3 separate regions of the Zea mays genome follow, and regions 2 and 3 are each linked to region 1. Evidence: chromatin contacts called from public Hi-C data. All regions are on one chromosome and are shown on one strand. Each heading gives the region's core, a stretch centred on a gene start, on an enhancer-like site or on the middle of the called end of the contact. The rest is flanking DNA. Distances are from core to core; before and after follow the strand shown.

Region 1 (4,102 bases), core at 486-2,985:
TTGCACACATCAAAATCTGGACAAATCTCGCACCGCCAGCCTTGACCAGATTCAATATCATGACTGCAGACATTGCACGTAGTGACAAATGCTGGTGCAGTTGGATTGTGTAGGTGGTACAACACCATCATTGATGAATGCTTGGCGCATCGAAGTGTGTCATACTGATAATGATTTCCTTGGCAAAGACTAAGGAATGCCTGTCTGGTGTCAAAGAACTCACTTTCCAATATGTCATCTCTATCTTTGGTATCTTTGGGCACCCCAAAAATATCAACCGGATGGAGCATATGTGTGTCTCTATTATTACTTGGGTGCCTCTCCCTGTCGTCAAGTTGATGTTCTTCCGCTCAAGGAATCTCATCAATATTTTTGCCAGCAGCAGCTGCACGGGCCTCTGCTTAAGTCGTTTAAATAGCCAATCTTCTATATGATCACTAAGAACAGTTCTCGGCAAATATTTTGCCCCAATAACAGCACTCTGTGGTAAAGGTTTGCGTAGCCCACATTTGACCTCCTCAACATAGCAATTGGGGCAAGAATATTCAGCTTGTCCTCCATCGTTCCTTCTTCCATTAAATAAAGCACAAATTTGATGTTGCCAACATTCACATTTGGTTTTCCTGATTTAGACACAGTCGCATCAGTTGGACCATTTGTTTCATTCTTAACCTCAAGGGCGGTTTCACTTGTCTCTTTGTCAACCGACAAGTTTTCTTGCTTGATATGAGAATTAATCTCACTGGGAACACCAGGAATCACATTACACCTTGATGCAGACAGATTTCCATCAATACCATAACTAATTTTTATGGGCTTTTGAGGAGCTCGCATGTCAGCCTTTGCATCAACCTCTCGTTTCAGATATGATGTCTTGTTATTGTGGTCAAGCTGCTCAGGCTGTGTTTCCTGCAATGCAAAGCCTGAGTTTACATGATAATTGGAGACTACAGACATATCATTCTCTAGGCCACTAGGTGATGGATGATGCGTCTTCAAGCGTTTTGGAACAGATGGTTGATCATCAAATGCTTCAACTGACATTGGGTCAACATCCATTCTATCACCTTTTATCCCGTTCATGATTGTCTGAGGCACACTTTGTTGAGCAAGTTTTCTAGACTCGAGAGCTTTTTGCTTAGATGCCTGTTCAATTGATTGGCGCAAAGACTCTAGGTTGCTGAATATTTTTTCTAGGTAGCTAGGACGATGAATTAACCTGAGATGACTATGTTGTTTATACATATAGACTGTTGTCAGTATAAATTAGGTTTGCTGATGTAGCCTAATTCACATGCTTCTGCAAACATGGTGAATGATCAGATTTCAATGTATATGGTTATGACTTATCTATTCTCGTCAAATAATGTGAGATATTGAGGTGAATAATAAATTATGTGTTTCTTATCTCCAAGTAATCGTTATGCACTAATATTTTAATAACGAGAGCATAGAAACGATAAATAGTGTTTCTGTATCCCAATATATCTTATTATTATATGTTGACTCCGTAGCAAAGCACGGATATACACCTAGTAGATTTATTAAGTTTATTTCAGGAGCTGTTGGAAAGCAGATTTACTACTATTTCTCTAAATCATCAATTTAAGAAGTTCTTTCGGGTGAAGTTGCTCTAAGCACGAAAACGCACACTAGAAACTCCTCTCGTTTGCGCGTCCCCACCTGGCCGGCGCAGGCCCCACCGCACGTCTCTTGAGGCCTTGTTTGTTTGGGTCGGATTGGTGAGTCGGAATAATTCCCGGCCGGATTGCTTCTCTAATTTATATAAACTTTGATTAGCCGGAATGATTCCGGGTACAATCCGACGCAAACGAAAGTCCTGAACCAGCCGCGAATCGCGAGTCGAGACTCGCGAGGCGCGCGCGCCTGCCGTTCTCCGCCTCGGGTCGCCGCCGGTAGCCGGCCACCGTCCCCGCCACGACGGATCGCAAGCTGGCGAGGAGCTCCGAGCGACTAAGGGATCCACGCATCCAGCCGCCGGCCGCCAGGCCGCGGCGCCCCGAACCACGGGTAAGAACCCATCTCTGCAGCGCCTCCGCGAGTCTGCAAGGCCATCGGCGTCGGTCGATCGCATTTCCTATCAGCTCGTCGCGGAAACCCAGCTCCGATTTGTTGCCTCTTCCCTTAACAAGCTCTTCGATTTTTTTTTATTTTTCATAAAAGTAGCTGCAACCTGTTTGGGATCGTTAACCTGGTTTAACTGTCCTCTTCCCCTTTGCACAAATTTCTTTTCCCCCTTCTGAAGCACAGCATTTTGGCGTCGCTGCGATGTCCGGCCGCGATTGGCAGCAATGGGGGCGGCGGAACAATGTCAATGCGGTGCGGGCCATATTCTATTGCCATATGTGATGGTGGTGTATTATCCAGTTTTTAAAGCCTGCTTCTCTAATCCTGGCGTGGAATCGTCCTACTCCTACAGGTGGCGGGGGAAGAATTCCATTCACGTCTGTCGCTTAAAAAAAAAAAAGAGTGTGTGTGTGTTTTTGGCTTCGTCGTGTCGCCTCGCGCCTAGCGTTGTTGGTTTAGTCTCTGTCTACTACGAGTCTACGACTACGCGTTCCTCCAACAGCGGACGACCGCTGTTTCCCTCCCCCTCCCGCCCGTCCTCTCTCTTCCCCATCTCCTTCTCCTCCGTTCCCTCACCCGCTGCCGTGTAAGCACCCCTCGCTCTGTCCTACGAATCCTCTTTTCAGTTTCTCGATTCGAATCGCGTGATCGCCAGGCAAAACAAAAAGGCGCTAGAGCTGTTTGTGTTGCTTTATGGTGATTGCAAGTTTCCTCTGCTCCCCATCGCCCTTTTCTCTGGCGCCTCTGACTCTCTGAGCTGTTCCCGTCTGTTTCCTCTTGCACGCAGGCGCGGAGCGGGTGTGAGGCTGCAGTGCCTGGGTGGAGCTCGCGTGGTCCCTGCAGCGGCCGCAATGCCTGCCCCACGCGCCTGACCATGCATTCCAGGCTGCTCAAGAGGCTCGCGAAGAGGATCATGTGACGGCACCTTGCCGTCGTTTCGACCATCGCGCGCCTGCGGGACGGGGAAGCATGCGGAGGATGGATGGCTTCATCTCGTCGTCGTTGGCGCTCGTCGTGCTGGCGCTTCATCTTAGCGTGGATGGCTGCTCGGCGGTCAACCTTGAAGGTACGGGCCTGCGTCTCGCCACCGGTGCATGGTTTCGGCGCTTGCATTGTCCTACTGACTTGCCGCGCGTTCCCTGTGGCGTGCGCAGGGTCGATACTGCTCAAATTCCAGTCAAGAGTGGAGGAGGATCCGTATGGCGCCATGGTAGGCTGGAGCCCGCGCGACAGCGATCCCTGCAGTTGGAACGGCGTGCGCTGCGTTGATGGCAGAGTTGTAACGTTGTGAGTTGGATGCTCTCCCCTTCTGTGCAGTGGTTCGAATTTCCATTTCACCGTATCAGACTATCAGCATCGATCATAGTGATAGCCAACAACGAACGTTTCGTTTCCCTGTTTAACGGGTCTTCCATTTGACTATCTTTCACGGCGGAAGAGTGTAGTGGCTTGGTTTACTTTGTTGTTCAATCGATCTTCGTGGTGACGCCCGTACTTTTGGTTAAAACGTTCCCCCTTTGCAGTTATCACGGTTTGACTTTACATTAAATACATCTGTTCTCTACTATATTGAAGCATCAGTTTTCCTAGTTCTTCTCTCTACTTATATTGAAGCATCAAATTTCCTTATTCCACGGTTTCACTGTCGTTGTGCCCTCTCACATTTAAATACTAAAAAATGCTAAAATTATGTATAAATGGAGATTCAAAACATGATTGTTGACTCTAAACCCATATTCCCACCCATCTATAGAACAGAACACACATGTCTTTCTGTTTTACATTCTGTAATTAAGTGTGAATAGAAACAATAGCAATGTACGAGCACTATGCACCAGTTTTTGTTTCGAGTTTATCCCAACACAAGCATGCTTCTTCTTAATTCAGACAAGTTCTAAAAGAAATCTAGCTGTTCAATGGTTGACAGAATGGGTACGATGATGAGGGTTTGAATGTGTAGATAATGAGTTGTTATGGCGGCGACTAGGGTTGAGGGAACCTAAGGTGATTGGCC
Region 2 (4,102 bases), core at 1,072-3,571, 410 kb after region 1:
TTTGTGGGCGGCTAGGCGAGGTTGAGCCATGTTTGGGTGACGACTATTGACAGAGCCGTCTTGGGACGGTGATGTGCGTGTGGGTACATCGTAGAACCTCTGCAGAGTGTATAATCCATTGAATGGTCCGTGTCCTCGGTATATGGCAGGTTATGGTGTGGACACTTCAACTAGCTGAACTACCCAACTTACGAGATGGATAACGAGCATGGATATAGTCCCAGCATTGCACTTGTTAATCATGTTCATTGATCATTGCATACTAATCTGTAACTCCCTCCCTGTAAGGGCGAGGTGGGACTTGTTGAGTACCTTTGTGCTCACCCATTATTTTTACAGAGGATCCTGATTTCGTGCCTGAGGAATTTTGAGTAGTTCGTGCCCTATACCCAAGTTTGGTGTGGTGCCGTTGCGGTAGAAGCCACCATGTGGGAAGAAGATACTACCCTCGTGTTTATCTTATCGACTATAGTTCTTCAAGTTGGTGTTATTATTGTAACCGAATGTACTAAATAAAGTTATGTATGACTGTGGCACCACTTGTGTAATGTATTTCACCAGAGACTGTTTTGGTGCTTAAATACATGTTTAGCTTCGGTTGTTTAGACCGGGGCATTCCACATCACTCCTTCAAGAAAAAACAAATGAGATGATAAGGATCAGTGTGGGCATACCATTCATGTATGCCATGGCAGAGGCTCGATTCAATTCAAGTTATAGTCCATCTCATATATATCAGAAGCAATCTCGGGTAAAATCAATGGCCAAGACACGTAAGGACTTCGTTTTCGACGATTAACATGCACGAAAACCAAATTTTATAATCTAACAGATGGTTTTGGTTTAATGTTAAATTTCATGCAGGACCAATAGGAATAATCAAAACAACTCGGCATATAGAGACTGTGAGGGTGTTGCGACATCGTGTCTTGGTCTATTGAATCGTATATCGTCTTAGAGCTCATTAGAATGCATCTAGGGGTGATCACACCCAAGAATTCACAATTATCCATTGTCTCTCTTGTTAGGGCTTGTGTTTTGTTATGTTCTTATTTTTCTCATGAATAGACATTGTTCGTTGTACTAGTATTGCCAAGGTCGATTGTTGTGAACCAAAGCCTTTATTCTTGATCTTATTCACTTTGTGTTGACTAGTCCTTTCGGATCAAGACTTGAACCTCCTATCAATTTCATAAGCTTCATATAAACTTGCAATTTCATATTGCGCTCATACCGTTCTTGTCTTTGTTCTTGATTCGCATGGAGGAAAGTCTTCTTGACGAGATCAATCATGTTTTGTGTGGTTGATAACTGGCATAACAATGATGTAATGATTGTGGCGGTCCAAATTAGACTTGGTTTAAAGCCTAAATCATGAACATCGAGTTCTCGTCAATCGAAGTTTATCATACTTATCAGAAGATTGGACCACATCTATATCAGATGCATATTGGTGGTTTTATAGGAAACTAAAAGCTATTCAATATCTCTTCTTTAAATGTATTTATTTATACTAGGTTAATATGGAGGGTCGTCCATATAGTGCTTGGTCTTAATCCATATTTAAATGTCTATTCATATTTAATAATTGGTATCTTACAAGAGATGAGATAAAAACCTTCAGATAAAAACCAGCTTCACACCCAGCCCGCCGTGCACTTTCCCCCGGGCCTTGGATTTGTTGATCTTCTTGGTCCGGGCGGCGCTGGAGGAGGCGTCGTTCTGCGGTTCCGCCGTCTCGGGCTGCTGCTGCTGCGGCTGATCGCCTGACCTTCGTTTCGGTTTCGTGGCTGGGAGGAGGAACAGGATGGCGTCGTGGAGCTCGGTGGGTGTCAAGAGCGGGCGGAGGCGATGAATGACGCCGTCTCTCGGGGATCAGCAGCCGGTTCTGGTGAGGGTCCAGGTCGGTGGCCTTCAAGCACTTCTCGTCGTCGATGAAGTGCACGGGCAGGTCGGCGCGCAGGCCCAGCGCCACGAGGAAATGCTTGCGCAGGCACGGGGGCTCCTGAGCTCCTCTCTGCCGGCATCGAGCGACGGCGTCCGCGGATGAGGCGGGATGGCTCCGAATGGCGGCGGTGCCGATGCCTCGAGGAGCCAGGAGGAACGTGACTGTGGACTTGTGGAGGTCTCCTCCTCATCCCGCGCACACTTGTTGGCGACGGTGTCGTAGACGGCCATCTCGACTCTAGAGGGCTCTTCTTGAAGCCGGACAAGGACGGCGCAGAATGGAATGAGGAGAGGAGACCGTTGCCGTCCCGCCCAGTCGTTGCGATATTTATTGAGCGACAGGATAAGCTCGCGCTAGACTGAACTCTGGTCCCACTCCCAAATTCATTTTTCTAAATTAAAAAGGGGGAAAGGGAAAGATTATCTTCTCCGTCCCCTCCCCCCTCCCCTCCCGTACAGCTGTCTGTCTCGGAGCAGCGGGCAGCGGCGGCCGGCAGGCAATGCAATGAAGAAATGCTCGGCGTTGGCCTCGGCGTCCGACTGATGGTAGCTGTTGCCCCTGCGCCTCCAGTTCCAGCCCCACCAGGCAAACCGCCCCTTCCTCTCTGCTCCTCTCTCCGCCACCGCTCCTCCGGCTGGTGGTTCTCCAACGGCGACGCCCATGGAAGAGACAGCACCGCCGCCACCACGAGCAGCAGGGCGACGAGGCGGAAGTGGTGGTCCGACCCCGACGGCAGCCAAGAAGACTACGGTTCCTCTTCTCTAGAGGAGGACGAGTACGGTTACGGTTACGACTACGATTACGAGGATGAGGCTGCGTTCCCCGGATTTGGAGGGGCTGGGGAGATGTTCGACGAGCCCTGGTTCTCCAAGGTCTGGTACATACGTATTGTGTAAAATTTCTGCTCCTTTCCTTCCTTTCTGGTACCCTCTGTCAATATGCCATCAATAATTTCTATTTTCCTGCGTGCTTGAACCTTCATAGTCATAGACTCATAGGTACTAATGTTACCTGTCTGGACAGTGGATGGGGACCATAGATCCTTTGCCACTCATTCTTAGTTATAACTAAAAATGCTTCAAATTAAATCAAATCGTCTTCCATTTTTTTCTCTCTCTGGTATTAATTCAAGCAACTGTATAATGCTTTTGCCTGGTAGATCTAATTAAACCAAATCTCTGCTTATAATTCTCTGATTGGGATCTTAACTTACAATCAACTAACCTAGACTTGTCAGCTCCAGTTCATGCTGCTTTCCATTCCATCAGTAATGTAGCATGCATCAGTACTGTAATCAATCGATGGACGAATAATTGTGCTTCATTGTTGTAGTGACTAATCAAATGGCCTGCTGCTTTCTGTACTTGTGAGTAGGTATTCAAGACGTACGGATTCATGCTACCGGTGATGCTTGCATCCATGTTTGCTGTAACAGGGCTAAAGGCCTTTCTAATGGCCATGGCGATCCCGCTCGGTCAGTCGGCCATATCATTTATAATTGACGCTGTATGGCCAAGGAGAAAAGGCAACCGTGACGACAGGTGGAGGAGACCAGTCCAAGAGGAGGAGGAGGAGGAGGAAGATTTCCCTAGGGACGCCACTGACTTTGCAACAGGTGGTCGAGGCAGATACAGCAGCAGCTATTATGAGGGGAGGAGAGGGAGGCAGAGCTACCAGTCAAGTGTCTCTAACGATTTTGCTGATGCTGCCTCAGCTGCTGTTGGAGCTGATGATAGCACCAAGAGCAGCAGCAGTGGAGATGGCGGAGGCAACAAAAGCAGCGGTGGATATGGAGGATGGGATGAGCTTCTGGACAACAATAACAACACTGCTGCTGCCCGGGAGGCAAAGAGGAGCAGCAACTCATTCTCAGCTGGCAACACTTATTACAGCACGAAATCGCGGCCTTCGGCGACTGGGGAGGCAGATGCGGATTATACCGCCGCTGGCGGTGGCGGAAGAGCGGAGCAGGGAGTAGGAGCTCCTCCGGAAAGAATGAGAATGAGACGACGGCGGGTGCCGAGAACGATGGGGCTGGGCAGTACCAGGTACAAGCAGGCGCCACTCTTGATGCGCCTGTTGGTGGCAGTATTCCCATTCCTGGGATCATGGTTCAGTGTGCTCTGAACTGTGCTCCTTCGTTCCAAATTATAA
Region 3 (4,102 bases), core at 909-3,408, 340 kb after region 1:
GCAGCCTCATTGTTCAGAACCTTGTCAAGGTCTGAGTACTCCATGAATCTCTCAGTCGCTGCCTCCCATGAAAGGTTGTATCTTTGCTCAGGGGTTAGCTGTTGGGGTTCTCTATCCATTGCCTCTTTCACTCTCGCAACAAACTCCTCTGAAGTCTTGTATGTCAAACAGTTCGGAAAATGACATGAAAAACTCATTTCATGGATGTCTTGCGCAGATCATGAATTTCCCCATTGAAAGAGCCTCTATTGTTGTTGTGCACAGGACATCACTAATGCTCGGATTTATGAAAACCTTGTACCTGAAAAAAAATACAAACAGCAAATGGCAGCATCAGTAATCAACAAAAAAAGTGGAATACAGAATTAATTATCTTTGACAATTGCCTTAAACTTGTTGCAGGAGCGTTGACTTTTGACATAGAATATGCTAGATGGCTAGAGGACCAAAATTAGCAAATAAATGAGTTGAGGACTGCAGTGAATGCTCATGCAAGTGAAAGTGATCTACGACTTATTGTAGATGGCATAGTGGCACACTATAATGAAATATTCAATACAAAAGCTGATGTATTTAATATACTTTCACTTTTTTAACAAGGAGGAACTAAATTCGCTAGTGAACATCGGTGTCAGATCTAGCGTTTAAACATATTTAGAAAAGCTTATGCCTAGATCCTGCCACTGCTAAACATGAACTATGGAACTCCAAAGTGCCAAACAGTGATGAAATGTGCAGGGCAAAGGGATCCTCATAGACAACACAATTTGTCTGACTATATTGCAAAGCAAAATATGCAACATCATGTGAGAAATAAAATTCTAGACCAATAGTGTTGTACAATGTCTTGTGTATAAGTGGCACAGATAGGTTATCACAAACTATGGGACCCATTAGAAAAAAAACATTTGGTCTCACATATATATAGCACTAAAATCAGAAATGAATTTGGGGTACAATTGGTGTATTGAGCCTTCCCAACTCCTACCTAGAACTGACTGCAAGCTCTAACCATTACCAAATCAATGAACAACATGCATCACAGTCGCATCGGCAATAAAAACATATCTCATTTAGAAAATGATTTATTGTGTTTTACAACATTTAGAATTGTACCAAACTTCATGAGACATAACCCTAAACAAAGACTCGTGCCTAATAACAAATTAATTGTTCTGCTCAAAATGAGACAACTCCTACGCTTTTACTGACATGAACTTAACAGAGCACCCTATACAAACAATACCAAACGATGTACTTTCTCATAATCCATATATGCATGATATGGGTGTGAATGTGTACTGAGCATGGATGCTCATGCTTTTATATACCGATGGAAACTTAGTGGAGCATGGACTCGATGCCATGTCATTTCCATATTTTTATGCGTGGGGGACTCTTTTATGTTTCTTGCTTGTGACTTCTGTCTGAGATTTTTATTATCAGGAATTCACAAATAATGTACCACTCCGGCCAATAGTAATTACAGAAGGAGATTTTAGTGAATTGAGTCCAAAAGAGGCAATGGAGTAGCAGGAAGGAGATGAACTCATATTGGAGGGCGGACCGAGGCTCTCCGATTTGCTCCGTCGTCGCGTTGCCGTGCCACACGAGCACCAACCATTAGCTCCTAACGACAGCGGGATCTGGGCTTGCGATGCCTCCATGGATCTGGCCAGGAAGGAGATGCTGGAGTCAGCCTCGGGCGACAACACAAAGAAGTTCGCGCATACTCCGCTTGACCTCCCGTGCATGGAGAAGTTTGCGCCTGCTCCTTCTGGATCTCAATGAACTCGAGGTCGGGTAGGACAGAGGCGGCGCCATCGGGGAGGCCACCAAAGGGGTTGGGGCGTCCTCCTCCTTGACGAACGCGGTGACAGAGGTGGAGACTGGGTAGGATGGAGGCGGCGCCATTGGCACATCGAGAGAGACGAGGTGCTGCCGGTCACCCGCGCGTAGGGAGGCGATCGTTGCGGGCGTAGGGAGCGGCATGGCGGCGGGTGTGCTGTAGTGGCGCCGGTAGGTGGGTTTTGCGGCAGGATTCGTAGGGGCAAGGCGACGGGCGCGTGATCCGCGCACGTAGGGAGGGGAATTGCGGTTGGGGGGGTGGGGGCGTGCGCGTGATCCGCGGGGTAGGGGAATCGGCGATGGCGGCGGGCCTGTGCGGCGGGCGCGTGATTCGCGCGCGTAGGGAGGGGAACGGGCGTGCGCGTGATCCGCGGGGTAGGGGAATCGGTGGGGGCAGTCTACATTGTACCCTTAATAGTTAGTAGAGAGGTGTGGGTTCAAACTCCACCTTCTGCACCTCTTTTTAACATAACCCACCTCCTACATCGCTTTTAAACATTTTACGTGAGTTAATTTGGAAGAAATGTAGGGACTTTTTTGTAAATAGATGACGCAGGACAACCATTGAAACTGGTGCTTTAAGTATAGTAGAGATATTATAAACATGCATGCATCCATTTTGGAAGAAAAGTGTTAGCTTGGTTCCAAAATAATAGTGTCAAAATAACCTAAATATGCCAAAGTCTTCGTACTTTGTTAAATATCTTATAAACACATGCTAATAAGTTCATATTCCAAACCTCTAGAGCTAATTGTTAGTCAGCTAATAAGTTGTTAGCTAAGTTGAAGGAGCTAACAATTAATAGCTAGATATAACTAACAATTAGTTGGTCTATTAGCCGACCTGTTCTAAATCTATCAGCTAATTTTAACTGCTAATTATTAGTTTGAGGGGTTTGAAACAGAGTCTAATTGGAAGGTTAAGCTAGAAACTTGAGACACTACGCAGGGTTGGGCTTTATGCAAGTGCGATTGCACAGGGTCCAAAATTCTTAGGGGAGGTGCTAAATAATTTTAGCTCAGTAATAGACCTAAATAATATATATTACTGAGCAGCCAAGCATTACACCATCTAAGCTGAACCCAACTAGCAGCTTGACCGCTGCTCTTCTGAGATGTATCTATAACAATTAATACATATATTTATTTATGTATTCTATTACAATATAATTTCGTAAAAAAACTATGGATAAATTTGTTATAAAGTGTCACAAGCGTTATCTAGTTTTTTTGTAATTCAGAATACATGTATTCTATTACAATGTAATTCTCGTTATATTTTTCTATAAAATAGGCTCTTCTTTGAAGTTTAGTAGAGGGTAGGGATGGCAACGGGCACATTTTACCCGCGTGCCCGTGGGTAAAAACCTTATAGGGTGCGTGTTTAGGTGTGAGTTTTGAAAGGGACATAGGGTCAAACCTTTTCCTATATGAATTTTGGTGGTTGAATTGCCCAACACAAATTATTGGACTAACTAGTTTGCTCTAGATTATGAGTTCTACAGGTGCCAAAGGTTCAACATAAACCAATATAAAGTCCAAGAAAGGGTTCAAATAAAAAGAGCAAAAGACAACCGAAGGCTGCCCTGGTCTCGCGCACCGGACTGTCAGGTGTGCCACCGGACAGTGTCTGGTGCACCAGGGAGGAACGGCTTTGAACTGCTCAGCTTCGAGAATTTGGGGAAGCCACTCCGCTATAATTCATCGGACTATCCGGTGTTACACCGAACTGTCCGGTGAGCCAGCGGAGCAACGACTATCTGCGCCAACGGTCGTCTGCAAAAGGCTACAGTGAACGTGAACAGTGCGCGCCTGCGCGCGCAGAAGTCGGAGCAGCGCCAGAAGGCGCACCGGACAGTGAACAGTAACTGTCCGGTGCACCACCGGACTGTACGGTGGCCCCACTTGTCAGAGCTCCAACGGTCGAACCCTAACGGTTGGGTGACGTGGCTGGCGCACCGGACAGTGTCCGGTGCGCCATACGATAGCAGCCCCTCCCAACGGTCACTTTGGTGGTTGGGGCTATAAATACCGCCAACCACCAACACTTCAAGGCATCCATTCAATACAAGAGTTCTAAACTTCACTCCAAGACACAAACAAGAGATCAAATCCTCTCCCAAGTCCAAAGATCATTCCAATCAAATAGTGACTAGTGAGAGAGTGATATTTGTGTTCTTTTGAGTTCTTGCGCTTGGATCGCTTTTCTTCTTCTTTCTTTCTTGTTCCCACTCAATTGTAATCAAGGCAAGAG

The links. Hi-C and Micro-C count contacts between places; a contact is called where the count stands out from the background.
Region 2: a Hi-C map of ear shows a contact between it and region 1, with 2.6 times the contacts expected there. The contact joins the promoter of LOC100276357 here to the promoter of LOC103651364 in region 1. A contact is called at or near these places in 5 of 25 Hi-C or Micro-C datasets (bundle sheath, ear, leaf and 1 more).
Region 3: a Hi-C map of leaf shows a contact between it and region 1, with 5 times the contacts expected there. The contact joins the promoter of LOC100274517 here to the promoter of LOC103651364 in region 1. A contact is called at or near these places in 4 of 25 Hi-C or Micro-C datasets (ear, leaf and tassel).

What each region holds. Positions count from the first base shown.
Region 1 is chr3:215,146,017-215,150,118 of Zm-B73-REFERENCE-NAM-5.0, reverse strand. LOC103651364 (protein MALE DISCOVERER 1) reads left to right here and starts at 1,735. Exons shown (of 13, transcript XM_008676981.4): 1 at 1,735-2,031; 2 at 2,876-3,154; 3 at 3,243-3,375. The coding sequence starts at 3,058. LOC103651365 (histone acetyltransferase HAC1-like) reads right to left here and starts at 305. Exons shown (of 1, transcript NM_001320145.1): 1 at 1-305. The coding sequence starts at 290.
Region 2 is chr3:214,735,935-214,740,036 of Zm-B73-REFERENCE-NAM-5.0, reverse strand. LOC100276357 reads left to right here and starts at 2,321. Exons shown (of 2, transcript NM_001175293.1): 1 at 2,321-2,820; 2 at 3,323-4,102. The coding sequence starts at 2,461. The coding sequence ends at 4,075.
Region 3 is chr3:214,803,165-214,807,266 of Zm-B73-REFERENCE-NAM-5.0, reverse strand. It overlaps LOC100274517, which reads right to left and starts at 2,158. Exons shown (of 3, transcript NM_001148874.1): 1 at 1,568-2,158; 2 at 1-301. The coding sequence starts at 197.